Linked DNA regions of Anser cygnoides: regions 1 and 2 are each linked to region 3. The links are chromatin contacts, called in public Hi-C maps. All regions are on one chromosome and are shown on one strand. Each heading gives the region's core, a stretch centred on a gene start, on an enhancer-like site or on the middle of the called end of the contact. The rest is flanking DNA. Distances are from core to core; before and after follow the strand shown.

Region 1 (3,429 bases), core at 565-3,064, 210 kb before region 3:
ATAAGCAGGGCTGCGCTGCCTGCGCGCCGGCCACCACTGCAAGCGTGGGCAGGGGTGTGAAATCTAAGAAGCCCTCTGAGATCGCGTTGGTTTTTCTGCTGTGTTTCTGTTTCGTTTGCTTTCGTCGTGGGGCAGTTTTGCCGGGCTCAGGTTCCTGTGAGGCAGCCGGTGCATGGACGCAGCGCTCAAAGTGCAGGGCGTTTGTCAGCAGCAGCGTTGGGCAACGCGGGCTGGAAGGTCCCCGGGTCTGCCACGATTGAAGATGGGGAGTGCCGTAGCCATGACCCCTGATGGTGGAAAAATCAGCCCAGTCCAGTGCTGGAAGCAGAGCAGTAATGAAGCCCATCTGCTCCCGAGCACCAGCCCTTCCATGAGGAATGTTTTTTCTCGTCCGTCTTGGCTCTGTACAGTTTCCTGAGAATCTCTGATACGTGCGAGAGGTTTGGGAAGGGGAAGGAGGGCGCTTGGCGTGCCGGGAGTTAACTCTGTGCCTGCAGGAGAGGTTCGTGCCTTGATGGCTCTGCAGTCCTCGCTGGCCCCGCATCCCGTTGGCATCCTGGCCCCACTGCCACTCTCCAGGAGCACCCTGCACCTGCACCTTGTGCTTCGTTCCCGCTCCCATTGATCCTGCAAATAGGTCTGTGCAGAAGCAGCTTCTGGGAGCAGGAGGACCTCGTTCCGTGTTGGTGCAGGTGGGACCTTCTGGTGATCCTCAGTCAGGTCCGAGGTGGGAGATGAGCACTCGTGTGGTGCCCAGAACTGATGCTGGGAAGGGATTGCTGCTGACACCAGTGGCTGGGCAGCCCCAGTCCTGCAGGGAGCAGCTCTCCCTGGGTACTGGGGCTTGCTGCTCGCTGGGTTTTCTTTCTTTAGCCGCTTCCCCGACAGTGTCTGAATGGAGAGCATGACAAGCCTTCCATCTTAATCCCAGTGCAAACACAGCTGGCTTTCCCAGGGCTTGCTAGAAGCCAAGAAACTACAAAGGCATTAGGTGCTTAACTCCCATTACTCCCCCTCGGAGCTGAGTACCCAAAGAAGAGCTTAACTCCCCAAATACCTCTGTGGGGCCAAGCAGGGAACGTTACACATCCAGGCTTTGAGACACAGCTGGGTGAATGCCCCAGACTTCCCCTGTTAAAAGGCAGTTAGAGGTCTGGGAGGGAGGGGGCATCTCATACAGCAGCTCTGGTGGCCTAAAAGGCCCGGGGTGAACATTGCCATGTCTAGGTCCTGACTTCGCATGCACCCCACGCATGGTGCTGCCCAGTGCATGTCCCCTTTTCCAGACACTCGTCTCCAGATGCTGGGATCCTTGTTTCATTGCTGGCTGTCAAGGTTTGCTCTGACCAGCCCAGTTTTCTCTCTGCTGCAGGTTTGCACTCCTTGCAATTCCAGCAAACTATGCACTTGTAGAGCTCTGATAAACAGGGATCAACTCCCAAACATCCCTTCTGCAGCCCCGTTCTCCTTTTCCCAATTGCCTTTGCCCCACCCTGCGAAGCCAAAATCTCAGGCTCAACCAAAGCCCAGCATGGGCAAAGGTGGAATAAAGAGTGGCTCTGCATCCTCAGGAGCTGGGTGGCCACTGCTTGGATAAACTCCTCTTCCTGCATGTTCTTCACGGAGATCTCCCAGCGTAGGAGGTAGCACTCGGGCATATGGTTTGGTTTTGTTTCTCTCATAGTTTTAATGAGCCAGGGAGCAAAGCTAATGCTATGTTTATTGTGTTGGAAGGAGAGCGTGATGCTCTGAGAGAGCACGCAGCCTGTATGAGAACAGGGAAGGAGAGGGGAGCCAAAGGACATGCTGTGAGAAGTGGATTTGTGCATTTCGGATCCACGCAGAAGCAATACCTGACCTTCCCTGGTGCCAAGTGCACAGTGAGCCCTGTGAGGTCCGGAGGCTTGGAGAGCCAGCCAGCCGGCAAACGGGGGCTGCAGTGACGCTGGGACATCTACGGAGGCAGCGCAGTTGGTTTCAGCAGCCACCAGCGCCTGGTCCCCAAGCCAAGGAGACCTCGTAGCCAGATGAACCTGGTCACCCCGCCATGTAACAGCCCCAGAATCCCTGCTTCTCTCACCGGGCTGACTGGCAGAGCCCAGTGTTGCCCTGAAGTGTGCTTTTTTGTCCGACCGATGGCCTGAGCCCCGCAGACAGGACAGCAATTGCAAAAGGCAAACACACTGCCCTGCCTCGTGCACATGTTCCCCTGCAGTCGGCAAATACGTCTCAGCGCCAGCCCCAGGCATTGCTGTGACTCGCCCTGGGCGGCTGCCTAAAAACTGGCCTTTTTCTATGAAAAGTTGGGGAAAGGCTGGGCGAGCGCAGGCCCGGGGTTTGGATCCCGGCCACCCTATCGGAGATCTGGCTTGAAGCTGACCCATGAAGCTTGGCAGCACGTGGATTTGGGGATGTCTTTCTGCTGGTTTGCTGGGGACAGGTTAGTACAAGGGCCGCAGCTCTCCCAGGCAGGTTTTGTCTTCACCTGGCCTTCTGCAGCAGCTCTTACAGGGGCAGCTGGGTGAACACGCTTCCTGAAGCTCCCTGCCTCGTAGCACTTTCCAGCTCTGAACTTATGAAGACTCGCAGACAAAAATCTGCACAAGCCTGAATTTTGTTTCTAGCTAGACAAGATCGTCCTTGCCTCAGGGAAGGAATTCAAACTCTGCTCGAATCGCACAAACCCATGTCCCTCGAGCTTGCTGGGATGGCCCTGAGCAGATTTCTCCAAGCTGTCCTGGGGCCAGCCTTCCTTGGGCTGCAGGGCAGGGAGGTGCCCAGCCTGGAGCCAGCCCGAGGGGAGCTGCAGCAGCGGGGCAGAGGAAGGGGCTGGCTGGCCTGGCTGCTTCTGCTTTTCCCATTGAGCCCCGGAGCTCCTCATACTTGGATGAGCTCTGATTAGATAAAACTGTTGTACATTTTTGGGCGGGGACCGATGGGAGTCGGTATTTCCTGGGAGAACAAAGCAGTTTCTCTCCCAGCCAGTTGCTGCTGCTGCAGGTCTGACACCCTCGTTCAGCAGCTACATCCGCAGCGGAGGTGGCTCAGCACCGTCTCCCCGTACAGGAAAGCATGGCCACACAACCCACATCCTTCAGCAGTTCTGCGCTGAAGTGAAAATCACCATTCAGCATTTAAAATGGCTGAGAACTTGGTTTAGAGGGTGCAAAGCTTGTGGGCTCAGTGTCTGCCTCCTTGTGCTGTCCCAGTTGCAGGCTCCGGTCCTTTTCCCTGCAGTGGCAAGAGCTTACTACAGCTACAGCTCTACAACCATTCGCAGCACTGTGGAGAGCCCAGCCTGGCTCCTTCAGACCCTATTTGCCTCCCTCTTTCCTCTACCTTCCCTCTACCTTATCAGTTACCATCCCCAATGGCCTGGGGCAATGAAGGAGAAATGCCTTCAGGTTCCCTGCAGCACTGCTTGGCCGG
Region 2 (3,050 bases), core at 317-2,816, 190 kb before region 3:
GCTGGAATGTGAAAAATACTGTGAACAGAGAGAGAGGAGCACGTTTGCAGCTGGCATGGGCTCCCGCAGCCAGAGCCTGGTGCCAGGGGTGGCTGCGTTGCACCAGGGATGGAGGAAAATCATCCTTCGGAGCAGCACTGGGGCAGACCGGGGTTGGGAAGGGCCTCGAGGAGCGCTGTGCTGGGGCAGGGGAGAGCAATGGTGAGGTAAAGGTGATACTGCACTGGGAGGGCTGGAGAAGAAGCGTGTCTATGTGTGCCTGCTTAGTTGTGAGAGTGTGCGCGTGTGCATCAGAAAAAATAGAGAATTAAGAATGGGGACAGAGACACCTAGAGGAAAATTCCCCTCTGGTTGGCTGGCTTTGGACAATTCATTTTTTTGAAGAAGAAATGGGGAGGACACAAAAGAAAATGACAGACACCGTCCTAAGGCTTTAAATTCAAGCAGTCCAAAGAGCTGTATTTCTTTAAAACCATATTTCAGTCTTTCCTCTTTTCTGTTTAGCTTTGGCTCAGTGGCTGCCTTTGTAAATAAACACGCCGGTAATAGAATTTGCTGTAGAGTGTGTCTGCTGGCTCAGCTGCGAGCACTTGACTTATTAGTGCAATACAATGGGAGGTTTTATAAAACCCCAGTGTGCTCAGACTGTTTTAAAAAATAATGTTTTCATCTAACAACTTTCGGCTGCTACGTCTTAACCTTTTTTGCTCTTCGCCTCTGATCTGTCCCTTTCTGCTGACATTCCCTCCTTGGTTACGCTGTTTGGACAGTGGGTTTAGCAAAGCACTGAAAAAGAAAAGTAAATAAAATTGCTGGTGATCCTGGCAGCCTGACCGATTCTCCCAACGCGGGTTGGAGCTCTCGGAGAAACGGCCTTTCTCGTGCTACCTTAGTATCTCTCTGGCTGGCTGAAAGTCAAAGCACAGAAACAGCTGATATGATGCAACAAATTTCGTCTGCAGCATTCAGGCTCGGAGTGACTTCCTCCTGTTTTCTCAGGAGTCTCACGTTCCCCGGTTAGCACTTGCCTGTGCTTGGGAAAAAAAAAAAAAAAAAATCATTGTTCAAGTCACCACAAGCTCTCTTCTTTGCTTTTGGTCATGAATCATATCTTGGAGTCAGATGCAGAGTCATAAAGGGATGGATTTTTAGATGGATTTCTGTTCCGAAATACCGTTCCTTGCAGGTAGCTCTTAAAAGCTGATGGCACGGTGAGCGGCAAGGGTGGGCACACAGCGGCAAGGACAGACAGGCAGCAGCAAGGACAGACACACAGACTGTCTCTTGCTGCCCACAGGTGTTCAGACTGGCTGGTTGGGAGCCCCTTTGGGCTCTCTGGTGTGACAACGAGGGTCTGACACAGCTTTGTGCGATGGTGGTGTCCTGAAGGTGGTGGCAGAGGCGGCCAGCAACGCGCCATCATTTGGGTCACACATTTGGGCACACCCACCTTCGGGCTTTTTCTAGAGAAAAAAAAAAACCACCACCACCCAATACATTCAGGTCAGATCCTCGGCCTTCCCCCTGCCCAGAGGCACCCTTCGGAAGCGCGGCCTGCCCCCCGAACATGGCCACCCTGCGGCCTGCAGCCCGGGGCCGGCGTGGAGCTCGGGGGACACCGTGCGACAGCGGGGCACAACTGCAGGCCTGCCGGACCGGTTTTTCGGTTTTGCTTTGTTTTGTTTTCCAGCTGTTCCACCGCATCCCTTCCTCTTGCCGGAGGAGAAAGCATCAAGGGAATCGAGGCCACCTCGAAAATGGAGTTGGGTTTCTGTTTGCTCCTCTGCCTCAGGATGGGAACGTGGCGGCACCTCAAAACGCACGGGGCTGCACGGGGGCTGAGCATCACGCCCCCCGCCCTGAGGGAACCCCGCTGCTGCGAGCAGGGAGAGTATCCAGGAGGAAGACGATGGTCGGGTGATGAAAGCCAGGAGCCCCACTGGGGTCCCAAATGGAAGGGTCTCCGTGACACTGGGGTTCGCAGTGGCCGACCTGTGTGACCACACACCACCAGGTGTTACAGCCGCCAGGTGACACCGCGGGGCCCTCCCAGCTGCGATGACCCTGCCGAAAGGGGCAGAGGTGCCCGAGCGAGCATGGCTGCAATTAGCCACCTACATCGTTACGAAGAAGCTCGGCTGCTGGCAGGCAGGGAGCCAGGAGCAGCTCCTCACCCAGCCTGGTGGCCCCAGAGGGTTTGGGCCGGAGAAGCAGGAGGCTGGGGGACAGCAGCAGCCGGTGCTGCCAAGGTCACCCCGGCTCAGCAACGGGAGCTCGAAGACAAACGGAAAAATCCAAGTGATATGCAATAATTGCACACGGCTTGGCCTCGGGCAAGGAATAACCTTGCACACTCTATTTAAACCCTCCCTTCCCCTCCACCTCCCCATCAAGTGCCTATTAAAAATAATATTTTTTTAGAAAAAAAAAACCAACACACCACATCTGTTGCCATACGAAGCAGTGTTCAGACCCCTGGGTCACAGAGTACCCCTCTCATAGATGGGGCGAGTACTCCCCAGCAGTGCTTAGCGAGGAGCTCAGTAGGATCACCCACCCTGCCAGCCCCGGCCTTAAACAGGCTGCAGGGCTTGGGGACAAGCAGCCTTGAGGGAGCCAGCTTGGCCCTAGGGTTCGAAGTAATGCTTGGGAGCTGCTGTGGAGCTCTCAGAGCCCAAGGGATGCAAGAGAAAATAAGAACAGCATCACTTTTATGTGTGTGTGTGGACATGCATACATATGCAGTGTAAATAATGATTATATTATAATGTATAATAGTTATTGCAAATACTTTTAATAGTTATATGTTAATACACATGTAATAAGTATGTATATAAAATCTGTTACAAAAATAATTAGCATATGTGATTATACTATAATGTTTAATAGAGCAATTATATTTGTATCTGATTGTAGTATTTAATAGGCATTGATTTATGTGTTTACGTGTGTGTGTGTATATGTGATACCTACACACATACGCACACACGAGACTCCCTCCCCATACAAGAGGAGCCCCTTCCCTTCCCACAATGTTGAGCTTTCAGGCA
Region 3 (3,347 bases), core at 433-2,932:
GCAGCTGGCCCTGTGCCCAGTGCTACTTCTAAGACCTCTCAAAGCTGAGGAAGATTGCTTTATTACTAACACTGTGAGAAGGAAGGGTTGAAAATGCTGGGTTTGATGTCTTTGCAGTATTAGATGGAGAATTGTTTGCTCCTAAATATATATATATATATACACACACAAATCTATTCATAGATATTTCATTAAACTCTTCTAACTACATGCTGTGTGTAACAAAATAATAAGCCAGCTAAAGAGTTAACTCTCTATATATATCCAAACCTACTAGGAGAGAGCTAGAACACAGATTTAAGCAGACAGAAGATGATACTTGTTCCAATTAATGTTCCAGCTAGCATCTGCTCGTTTTAATTAGTTGAAGTCTGGTTTTGTCTGGAGACAGAATTGCTGAGCAGAAGCGTGCTGGCTTCTTTTCTGCTTAGTTGGCTATTCTGATCTCTCTTGGTCTTTGGAAACTTTTTCTACACTTCACAGAGGCTAAAAACTATTGTGCACTGATATTTGTGTGTGCCCATAGGCTCTCTCTAAGTTTCACTGCAACCAGCTTCCATCTGTGTTTCCACTGGAGGGAAAACAGGCACAGGAAGAGCTTTTACAGATGTCCTCCCCACCACACACACATTTGTGCATTGCTTCACTTATCCGAGACTCAGTTTTCTTCTGCAAGCAAGAATTCCTGTTGAGCAGATGCAGGTGGATGGAGAAGGGTTCCCCAGGACCTGTTAACCTTCCTGTTTTGCTCAAAGCTTGCTGATCCTTCACCTCACCCTTTGTAACATGACCTTTGAGGATCTGCATGTTTCAATTACGCACAGATGAATAATTTACAAGCCATGGCTGTTGGAATAAACAAGCCCTTCTGCTCTGTCCAAGCACTAGAGAGTTTGTCCTAAATTTCCCTCACTTTGCTGAAACCTCCATGACTTCAGCAGCATTCAAAAACCTTTAAAGGAGAAGCTGGTGAGGGAAAAGCAGGATGGCATATCACAGCAGCAAACAGCACTCACAGCAAGTATTCCTGTTATCTCTGAGCAGGGCATTGACCTGTTGTACAAACTCCAGGTAGGAAAGCCACTGGCAAAGCAACCTCAGATGTAATATTTACCTAAGAGGAGACATTTCAGTGGAAAACAAGCTACAGGATCTGCTGACACCCTGGTGGAGAGAACAGCGGGCATTCACGCAGGTGCAGTCAATGGAATAGGAACAGGATGTGGAAACTTTCTAGCATTTCCAAGTAACAAGGCTGTTGTTGCATGAGGGGCATGTTTGCGCTGTCTGTGATTGCAGCTGAACAGCTAAGAGAAGCTGTGGATCTGGGGCTTGACCTGCCAGAGCCCCACCGTGCGGCATCAGAGGAGTCACTTGGCTTCTCTCTGCCCCACTACTCCGTCCTTAAAGCAGAGATGCAAGCAGGCAGGTCCTGCAAGGAAACAGCCAGGCTTGCGCCACACGTTTAGGAACTGCTATGACAGGTACCCACTGACGCCTAGTCCTCTGGCAAGGGAAACGGATCCCATGAGCTGCCCTGGGGATATGAGCTGCAGTTTAGGACCATAGATAACAACTCCTGTCAAAGCTTCTCTGCAGAAGAAGACAGGACCGAAACAGCTCAGGAGCAAAGTGAATAACAGGGTTGTTTTTTCTCTTTAATCCTTTCCACATGAGCAGAAATTGTTTGGAGCCATAAAGCATGTGCTCTCTCTTACAGCTCTTAGAAATCAGCCCTTTACTTTACAGATCCTTTTTGGTATGATCCTTATGCCCCTACTGAAGGAAGGGAGCCTGCAGCACCACCTGTTATACTAACAAAAAGCCACAGTTTCTCTATCTCCCTAAGCAGAGACTGGCACTGACAGGGCCAATCCCACCTTCCCCCAGCCTTTGATCACAGTGATCAAAATAAAAGGATCTTTTCCTCAGGCAGGGTATTTTTCAGCTGGACAGTCACAGCAGCTGTACTTTTGCCATGAAGCAAGGGCCAGGAAAACAGCTGGAACTGTGCCGTAAGAGCTTAATGTAAAATCATGAAGTTGCAACCTCAGGTTCCTGGGTCATTTGTCCCTGCAAATAGCAAGAATTTATAGCCCTTGTTATAGCCCTGGTTAGGAAAGTCTCCTTGGCTTCAGTTCCGTGGCTCTCTTTCCAATGGGCCAAACACAAACTCCTAGGCCCCAAATGTACTCAGTTTTGAGGGAAATCTGGAACTAGTTTTCAATTTGGGATTAGGTCTAAACAGGTATTCAGAACTGGCCTTGAAATCACAACTATGTCATGTATTTATCATCCTTACCAACACAAGGCCGTGAGAGGCCATTCAGGGGCCCAACCTCAGCCTCCCAGATCTCCTCCCTGTCACCTGGAGAGTTTCTGAAACGTCCATTCTTTGAGGTTTTCAAAACAGCTGCACAAGGCCTTCAGCAGCCTGATCCGACTTTGAAGTTAGCCTTGCTTGGAGCAAGAGGTTGGGCCTGAGACCTCCAGTGGTCTCTCCCAGGTGGTATTTTTCTGTGGTTCTGTCATCTTCAGCTGCATTTGCATCATGCTCTGCTAGGCCACTATCAGCAGACAGATCAGCAGGTGTCCCCACACTGACTAATCCAGGCCAGAAGTCAGAGAGCCTGAATCAACCGACTCTTCAGTGTTGGCTGCATTATTTCAGGAGACAGAGCAAAGCCCAGAGCTTATCTGCATGCAGTTGTCTAAGAAGAGTACTGTGGACAGTCATTGCAAGGGAGGATCCTTGCCACCATGGCACACGCTAGAATAAGGTCTGCATTGCAAAAGAAACTGGCCCAGGTCTGGAGAGGGTCCCAAAAAAAAGACTGCAGAGTATTTTCTCCTCTTCTCAGCAGGAAAGAATCCACAATCTCAGCAGGAAAAGGAGAGGGTGAAGTACAAATCATCATGCACTTGCTGCTTTCTGCCCAAGTCATTACACAAGTACCCTCAGCAAAAGGATGGATGACAGGGGCTGTCCTGTCATTTCCACATGTCTCTTTAGAGTATTTATCAGCTTTCAACCACCAGATTGAATCGAGAAGAATTCTTGTTGCAAGAATATCACAAATTCATTTTGGATGAGGCAGCCCTGGAAGACACTGGGTGTGAGAATCAGTGGCAGGACTTAAAGACCTGAGAGAGTCTTGCTCCATCAGTTTGTTTGCGATGATGAGAGTTGAGCTCACAGGTCTTCTTGCAGAGCCCCCTGTCTGGGGACACTTCTAAGTGTCACTTCTTTCTTCAGCAGCCAGAGGATGGGCCAGATTTTTCTTGGTGTGCCTCATGTCTAGAGACCTCACATATATGGTAAGAGTGGGAAATATGGGTCACTGAGC

The links. Hi-C and Micro-C count contacts between places; a contact is called where the count stands out from the background.
Region 1: a contact with region 3 is called in a Hi-C map of liver, with 1.9 times the contacts expected there. The contact joins two enhancer-like sites. A contact is called at or near these places in 2 of 7 Hi-C or Micro-C datasets (both in liver).
Region 2: a Hi-C map of liver shows a contact between it and region 3, with 4 times the contacts expected there. The contact joins two enhancer-like sites. A contact is called at or near these places in 2 of 7 Hi-C or Micro-C datasets (both in liver).

The regions. Positions count from the first base shown.
Region 1 is chr10:13,096,041-13,099,469 of Taihu_goose_T2T_genome, reverse strand. The region is part of intron 6 of CHST13 (carbohydrate sulfotransferase 13); the gene reads left to right. Among named protein-coding and RNA genes, the nearest start is that of CHST13, 28 kb to the left of the region's middle. Within about 2 kb of position 1,814, at least 2 of the 3 cell types and tissues checked have open chromatin away from gene starts, as enhancers often do. A contact at or near this core is called in liver, where this site is marked.
Region 2 is chr10:13,075,942-13,078,991 of Taihu_goose_T2T_genome, reverse strand. No RefSeq gene overlaps it. Among named protein-coding and RNA genes, the nearest start is that of SLC41A3, 30 kb to the right of the region's middle. Within about 2 kb of position 1,566, at least 3 of the 3 cell types and tissues checked have open chromatin away from gene starts, as enhancers often do. A contact at or near this core is called in liver, where this site is marked.
Region 3 is chr10:12,885,341-12,888,687 of Taihu_goose_T2T_genome, reverse strand. All of the region lies in intron 3 of LOC106045067 (a long non-coding RNA gene), which reads right to left. Among named protein-coding and RNA genes, the nearest start is that of CFAP100, 4.9 kb to the right of the region's middle. Within about 2 kb of position 1,682, at least 2 of the 3 cell types and tissues checked have open chromatin away from gene starts, as enhancers often do. A contact at or near this core is called in liver, where this site is marked.